Linked DNA regions of Mus musculus: region 2 is linked to region 1. The links are chromatin contacts, called in public Hi-C maps. All regions are on one chromosome and are shown on one strand. Each heading gives the region's core, a stretch centred on a gene start, on an enhancer-like site or on the middle of the called end of the contact. The rest is flanking DNA. Distances are from core to core; before and after follow the strand shown. Region 1 has its middle 76 kb from the start of Gm30957. Region 2 overlaps Taf3 (TATA-box binding protein associated factor 3).

What was found. Hi-C and Micro-C count contacts between places; a contact is called where the count stands out from the background.
Region 2: a Hi-C map of Th2 cells shows a contact between it and region 1, with 2.9 times the contacts expected there. The contact joins two enhancer-like sites. A contact is called at or near these places in 1 of 39 promoter capture datasets (hippocampal neurons), 42 of 484 Hi-C or Micro-C datasets (the AML12 cell line, CD4 T cells, the HPC-7 cell line and 29 more) and 2 of 115 datasets of contacts at active chromatin or transcription factors (T-cell acute lymphoblastic leukemia and astrocytes).

What each region holds. Positions count from the first base shown.
Region 1 is chr2:8,868,577-8,872,667 of GRCm38.p6, reverse strand. No RefSeq gene overlaps it. Among named protein-coding and RNA genes, the nearest start is that of Gm30957, 76 kb to the left of the region's middle. Within about 2 kb of position 2,412, at least 2 of the 459 cell types and tissues checked have an H3K27ac peak or open chromatin away from gene starts, as enhancers often do. A contact at or near this core is called in Th2 cells, where this site is marked.
Region 2 is chr2:10,012,893-10,016,983 of GRCm38.p6, reverse strand. The region is part of intron 2 of Taf3 (TATA-box binding protein associated factor 3); the gene reads left to right. Among named protein-coding and RNA genes, the nearest start is that of Taf3, 34 kb to the left of the region's middle. Within about 2 kb of position 1,828, at least 28 of the 459 cell types and tissues checked have an H3K27ac peak or open chromatin away from gene starts, as enhancers often do. A contact at or near this core is called in Th2 cells, where this site is marked.

The sequences.
Region 1 (4,091 bases), core at 1,163-3,662:
CACACAAGAACATGCATGGTATCTACTCACTAATAAGTGGATATTAGCCAAAAGCAAACAACAACAAAAAACATACAGAATACACAAGATAAAGTTCACAGAATTCAAAAGGCTCAACAAACTGAAGTGCCCAAGTTACGATGCCTCAGTCCCACTTGGGACAGAGAAGAAAACAGTCATAAGTGGGAAGGGAAGGAGGGACTTGGAAGGGAAATTGGATGGGAAGGGGGGAACCTGATCTGGTATTGGGTAAGGGAAAATTATTGGTTTTAATTATAACTTAAATTTTTCAAGACTTTCATACATGCATAATGTATTTACATCATTTTCACCTATCTTTCTTCCCGATTCAACTGCCAGTCCCTTTCAAATCCAAATCTATAGCCTCTTCATATATATATGGATTATACATTGTAATGTGTATACATACATATATATGATATTTACATAATATAATGTGCACATACATTATGTTTTAAGATGTCCATTTATACAGATACTTTCTCGTGAGATTACTCTTACCTGATGAGTTAATTTATTATTGCTTATGTTCAGACATTATTAGGAATGACCATTTGGATCAGATAATCTCTCAGGGTGCTGGAGAAGACCAATACCACCCTCTTAGAGCAGTCATTGACAGAAGCATTTCATATAGAAATTAAATCTTTTGAACCTTCCCCTCTCCATGCCAACTTGTTCATTGGTGTTCTTGGTGTTAAGTCTTCTTTAGGCAAATCTTACTGAGATTGTACGGCTGTATCATCTCTGTCGTAGAGAGAATGTGTTATAGCACAGATGATGTCCTGGAATATCTGAAAACAAGTAGCTAAGTGGCCACTGGATGAAAACGGTTAAATGTTTTCTTCTAGAAAAAAAAACAAAAACAAAACATTATTTAGCAGTCAACTAAAAATAGAGCAGCAGAATTGAGTTGGGGCTCTGTACTTATCAGGTTCCTGCTAAAAATAAAACAAACAAAAATACCAAAGAGCTTCCATTGTAGAAGATGTTCATACTTTCAAACATTTTACATAATAGTTCACACCTTTTCTCCCCACCCACACACATCTACCTCACACTTAACATGAAGAGTTCCTGAGTAGCAAAGGGTTAATGTTTCTTGTTTCTCTTTGCGTATAATCTGCGGTTTTATTATTTGTTAGGTCTAGTTTGTACCACAAAGACATATTTTTGTCAAATTCCTTCAAACTTAACAAGAATATGGCTGGCATGGTGACTCATCTCAGGGTTCTTTCTTACTTCTTTTCACAAGTTCAAGAAAAAAGCTGTGAGAAAAATCACCTGTTGGAAGGTTATGTTTGACTCTAAGGTGTCAGGGGCATCTTTCTATACCATCCTATTCATTTTTGCAACAATATTTGAGTATCTCAATTTGGGTTTAAACTCACAATGTTGCTGAGGGTAGCCTTGAGGTCTTGATCTCTCTGCTGTTGGAATTTTTGACATGTGCCTCAATCTCTGGATTCATGGCTTGCATTCACAGTCTATGTAAAAACAAAAACAAACAAACAAACAAAAAAAGAAAATAAGTAATGGTTAATGGGAAAAACCTGAATCTAGTCAATCTTATAGCAAATAAGTCAATGTTTGTCCCATTCTTGAGCTCCAAACATCTCTTCAAGGACATTGTAAATGCATCCATCAGAAAGAAATGCTCAGTCTCCTCCAGCTTTTTTGTAAAGCAAATATTAGTGTTATTCTTATCAAGATTCACATATTTTCACCAAAGATTAATAAACTATAATGATTACAAATCTCTCCAAGTACTCTTTTTTAAAGGCTAATGCGAAGGAGCATATATATTTAAATACTCCTTTGAATGTCTAAATTCAAAGCTAGTTGTAATTGGAGTAGATGAATTGAGGACATGTGATGATGTTATCAGACATTGAGATGTCACTTTGGGTATTAGTTCCACTCTTTGCAGAACTTTTCTTTGGATGCTATGTGTAGGATACAGGGCTTGTTAGTAATTGATAAGTGGGAGATGAAATAAATGAAATACCTTATCTGGAACTTATACATGCTATGAAGTCAATAGGCCGAGTACAATATCTACAAGGTTGAGTGAATCTGAAAAATGTCTCTGAAGATAAAGCAGGAAGAAATCCTGCAAAGAATCGTGAGAAAAAGCCCTCTAAGCACTGAGGATTCCAGGAATTTGGAACTGAGAAAGCAGACTGTGTGAGCTTTAGTTTATGAAGCAGAGGAGATGCTAGGTTGAACAGAGCAATGGGCAGTCTGTGAAAAGCTTAAGGAGGGATGGGGTAAGCTGCTACTTACATCATTGAATGATTAATCTATTTAGTGCTGAGAACAGCTTGTAACAAAGCAAGAATGGAAGGAAACAATCAAACTGAAAGTCTCCTTAGTCATCCAGAAAACACAATAATTGTGAGGTTACATTTGATAGGTATCACTGCAGTGGAGTGATAATATGACAGTGCAGATGAGAGGAGACAAAGACCACAGATGTTTGACTCTTTTCAGTTATGGAAGCCTGGGAAGATGAAGGTACAATTTTTCAAAGTAAACTACATTTTTGCAGTGAACAGAAAGACAAAAATCAAACATTTTGCTTGGGGTCCCTTCAGAGACCTTTTGATTAAGCCAAATATGACAAATAGGAAAAAATGGGTTTCTATTTGACCTGTGAGTATCCTATGTTCTCCTGCCTCCAGGTACTCCAGCCCTGGAGACCCACTAGTTCCCTGGGTAGAAAGAGTGACTAGCTTCTAGTAACAGTTCACATTAACTTGATGTGTGGAATGTGTTGCTTCTGAGATGAAGTCATAAATCCTTGACTTCTTACTTGCTTGTTTTTCCTTTCTTCTGTCCTATATGTCTTGCTAGAAATCATAGAGGAGGGATGTATTTAAGGATGCTCTCACACCAGCTTGTGAAAATTAATTTCCCACATGCTCTGTGAATCTGTGGGTTGCACGTGAATGATCAACTGATCACTTAACAGACACTTCATGAGGGAACATGGACTAGAGAGTCCCATCTCTCAGCCTCTCTTGAATCATCAATAGGCAGACATCAAGACAGTAAATGCTGTCTTGTCCTTTTCTAAGCACTCCATCTCTGAAACTTGTGAAAAACAAACAATATCCCCTAAATATAATGGAAATTCACCAAACACTTCTCCTTTTTTATTTTTTATCTATTATTGGGTAACTTCTTACCTATACAATGTGCTTTGATCAAACCCACCTCCCAATTTGCTCCAACTCCTCCCAGATCTCTCCATATTTCTCCAACTTCATGTATGCTTTGTTTTTTTCTTAAACTACTGAGTCCACTTGGTGCCACCAGTGTCAGAATGGATGTAGGGGAATCTACTGGAACATGAGCAACCTACCCTTCATGAGTCCTTCCCTATCCATTTTGGAAATTTGAATACTTTAGAGCTTACATGTCTATCAATGATAAATAGATAACAAAAATGCAGTACATTTACACAATGGAGTTTTATACCTTTGAAGAAAAAAAAATTAAGAAATTTGCAGGTAAGCAGATCGGACAGGAAAAGTTTATATTCGTCTGAATTGCAAGCAAATAAGTTCTTTAGCAACTACCAATGTCTATTTACCAAAGCAATTGTTGACTGTTCTGGACCTTAGTGTATCTGATTTCCCATTCTCCAACACCAGTTAGCTCTAAACACCACAATCTATGCTATGGTTCTATTAATGTTGAATGGTGGCTCTAGTTTCCAGTCGGAAGAGTTGAGATTATGCAGCCTAGAAGGCTATCAGAAAGGGAATCAGGGAGCATAGACTGAGCAATAAAGGTAATTCAGTTCATAATTTGAAGGTTGGGAGAGATGACTCAGTTGGTAAAATGCTACCTTTGAAAACATGAGAACTTGAATTCAATTCTAAGAACTCATAAACACAAAACCTTGAGCGGTACTGGAGGCATATATTTCCGTCCATGGTGGCACACTCATGGAATACCAGCCCAAGGGAAGGCAGAGAGAGAGTTAGCTTCTTGGGGATCATGAGCTGACCAGCCCTATCTAAATGGTAAAATCTAAGCCAATGAGAAACCCACACCTCAAT
Region 2 (4,091 bases), core at 579-3,078, 1.1 Mb before region 1:
GGTAATAGCATCCTCAACAGGAACATTTAGGTGTTGGGGAGCAAAATGAGATCTTCCATAACAAACATAAGGGTTTAGGCTGAGATTGCTGTCAGTCATAGATTCTGGGAGTCTTTGAACTATGCATATTTATTAAGCCTTAGTTTAAGAAAATCTATGTTTAGTGAGCTTTATTTAAGAAGTTCTACTTTAGAACTGTTTTAGAATTCTTTACAGTAGCAAACATAGAAGCCATATAACTCTCAAGATTCCACCCTTTAGAAAGGATTTTTTCCTTTGTTGAGGACCCAGGTTTTATGTACCAGGTAGACAATGCCAGATTCAGTGTTTGTTCATCGAGATAGATAGGGTCTCTCTATGACACCCTGGCTGTCCTGGAGCTCTCTGGGCAGACCAAGCTGGCCTCAAACACACAGAGATCCTCCTGCCTTTGCCTCTGCTGGGATTAGAGGCCTGTGCCACTATGCCTGGCAGATTTAGTATTTTAAATGTGCAGGGTCATACACACACACACACACACACACACACACACACACACACACACACACGCACACAGTCTGTCTTGAAACCAGCCTTACAGCTTTAGGGCCAAGGCCAAGGCTCTCCTGTGGGTTACATTGCTCCCAAGTCATAACCACTGCTGCCCTCCAAAAGTAACAGAGTAGCTACACTTGCTGTTTAAAGCTTTATGTGCTCTTACATAAAGTGGTTTTTGTTGCCTGTCCCAATAGTTCTTAAGTGTGTAGCTCTCATATTGCTTAGTGTGGAGGTTAGCAGAATGGTCAGTCTTGTGCATTCTGAACTAGTAAGCTCAAACATCCTTAATGGGAATAAAGCCTGCCAGCCTTTGTCTATGTGGGTCTCAGCTGCAGGCCCTTTAGCAGCAGGAGCCTTGTCATATTTGGTCTGTGTTCCCAGACAGCACCATGGACATGGGCTTCTTGCTATGTCAGGATGCTGCAGGCTAACTGTGTGTGCTCCTGACTTAGATCTACAGTTGTCCACTTCTCAGAACAGTCTTGGCTTTTATAAAGCTTCTATGGGGAGAGATGTCTGTGTTGGGGGTTATTCTTTTCCTTTACCACCTCATAGACACCCCAGTACTGCCTATAAAGATCCACTGTTTCTGTAAGAAGTCAGGTGTCTTTGGAGTGATATGTCATGGGTCTAAATATTGATATTGTTTTGTGAGATGGGTATCTTTCTTTTTTAATTTCAAGACTGTATTTGGTTTTCAGCAGTTCAACTGTGGTTTCATCCTTTTATGCTTGAGAAGTGTACTTTTTCTTCTCTAGTCTGTCATCTTTGTGAGACCTCAGCTAAACATATGTTAAACTTCACTTTTTAAGATTTATTTTTAACTATGTATATGTGTCTGTGCAGCCATATGTGCACATGAGTGCAGGTGCCTGTGCAGGCCAACGGCTTCAGATCTCCTGAACCTGGAGTCATGGACAGTTGTGAGGCACACGATGTGGTTTCTAGAACCAAACCCAGCTTCTCTGCAAGAGCAGTACACACTCTTACCTGTTGAAGCGCCTCGGCAGCCCCAGGGTTAGACTCGTGCTTTGTTTGCTTTGAGACAGCGAGAACCTGAGACAGGAGAACCTCTTTTGGTTGTCTGAGTTGGACTCTGACTGCCTTTTTTCTTTGGCAGGCTTTGTTAGCATTTCTCCCTATAACTACTAAGTCCTAGTTATGCTCCTGGCATTAATGTTAGTCTATAGAAGAGTCTGAGTTTTGTTGCACTTTACTGATGAGTGTTGATTTTGCTTCTGTTGGTTGCTTATGGCAGCAGGAAGTTAGTTTGGCTGAACTCAGACTGGCAGCTGTGCGTCCCAGGCTGAGCAGCAGCTGAAGTCTGTTGCTTCGGCGTCACTGTGGGTGCTCCTCTTACTACTTCTGAGGTAGGTTATCATAATGTAGTGCAGACTGGCCTTCTGGCCATGGTTGTCAGATCTCAGCTCCTGGACTTTGGGGTTGCAGGTGTGTCACACCTGGCGCTTGCTTGGGATCCTGCCTTTTTAGCCTTGATTGACATATACCTGGTATGGAATAAATCCCATGTGTTTCAAGTCTGCATTTTGATAAGTTTTGAGATGTGTCAGTACTTCTGAAACCATTTTCACAGACAAATGAGAAAATATCCACCTCCCCAGGAGTCTCATCTCCCCTCTCCCCAGTTCTGTCTCCAGATAATCGCTGGCCTGTTTCCATCATAGAAAATGTCTTTTGTTTCTTCCCACTCACTCAATTATATTGAGATTCATCCATATCATTGCTAATTTCTATACTCCGGCCTTTATTGAGGAGTAGCAATTATATATATATATATATATATATATATATATATATACACACATACATATACACACACCATAGCTTATTTACCCACTCACCTGTTAATGGACATTCCAGTTGTCTCTTGTTTTACAGTTTCTGATAAAGTTACAGTGAGCATTTGTGCTTTCATTTATCTCAGATAAATACCCAGGGAAGGCTGAGAGAGATAAACTTTTTAATCTCTGATCTTGGGATCAGATATTGTCTATGAAAATGCAGAGAGCTCTGCAGGCCCACTTCTTAGCTTACGAGTAGGCCAGCTCTTTAGGCTCATTGTAGCTTTGCCATGAGGCCCTTGTCTTTCCACATCAGTCTTTGGTCAGGCTCCTGACTTGTGCAGAAAAGACTGTAGGGAGTTTGGGGACTGCATAGAGTCTCTAGGTCACTTTGGAGGAATTCCTGTTGTGGCACTGTTGAACCTTCCAGTTCATGAGCATGATTTAGTTCTTCCTTCCTAACTCACTTGGTTTTCCTTAGCATTGTGCAGTAGTTTTCAGTGTGCCTCTTATGCATAATTTATTAACTTACCCATACATATTTTATATTTAATGCTACATGACCTGGGTTTTATTTAATTATGTACTTGGCTTAAGAGCCAATTTAAGTTCAAAAAGCAAAATTGATCTGAACATACAGAAAGTTTGGCATGCCCACTGTATCTCCATCCACAGCCCCTGCCACGGACACACTAACTGAGGGTGTACTGAGGAGCACACTGTCAGCTTGCTATTGCTCCAGCTCTGCTCTTTACTTAGGGCTCACCCTTGCTCTGCAGGTTTTCTATTTTGACAAAACATAATACCACCATAATTGTTTAAATCAGAATTTATATGTAGAGGCCAGGATGCCCCACTCCTGGTCCACTCTCTCCCACTCCCCGTCTATCTCCTTTGTAGAGTTTGGTTGTCAGTCTCAGGCTCCATCCTGAGTCCACAGGAGAGTAGCAGTGCAGGTTTTTCTTTATGTCCAGGGACTTCACAAAGCCCAGGTCAGAGTCTGCCCTTAGACGGAAGGCCCAAAAGATGAGCTTCTCCTCAGTGCTGACCTCTCTTCTCAACTGTAACTGTCTTTCAAGTCTGCTTGCTCTTCCTTGCTTTCTAGAACCTTCACATACTTGTTTTCATTGTTTTATCCAAAGTTCCTATCTATTACCCAAGGAAGGCTCTCTCTGATATTAAATTTACACTTTGTAGAAACTAGACTCTGACAAGTTTTCAGACTTGTGTTTCAGGACCCTACCTACTCTGGTCCTGGGCCACTGATGGCCACTGGTTTAAGCCTTGTTTCTAAGCCTGTTCCCCTGGCATATAACTTACCCTTTTAGCTCTTTAAATAATCAAAGGAGTTTGTTGTTTGTTTTCCCTTTCTGGAAGTCTAAAGAGTTCATCAGAATATCTTGGTATCAGTTGCTCAGAGCTGCACTGTGTGGCAGTGTCCTTTAGGGATAGGTGGTTCACCTTGCATCGGATTGACTGCTCTTGGTTTGGCTTACTTTGGGCTCCTGCTTTCCACCACGCTGGGGCCTTCTTGCTTTTCTTCACTATTTGTCACCTCATGGGATTCTCATGACTCTGAGGCTTAGACTTTTACTTCTTTTTGCCCTCTGTATTGCAGACCTGACCTTTATGTGCTGTTGTGTTACTTTGTAGTTGAGTCTTTGTTTCCAGAGTATCTGCTTTGTTCATTTTTTAGACTTACTTATTTTATGTTTATGAGTGTTTTGCCTGTATATATGTATGTGTGCCATG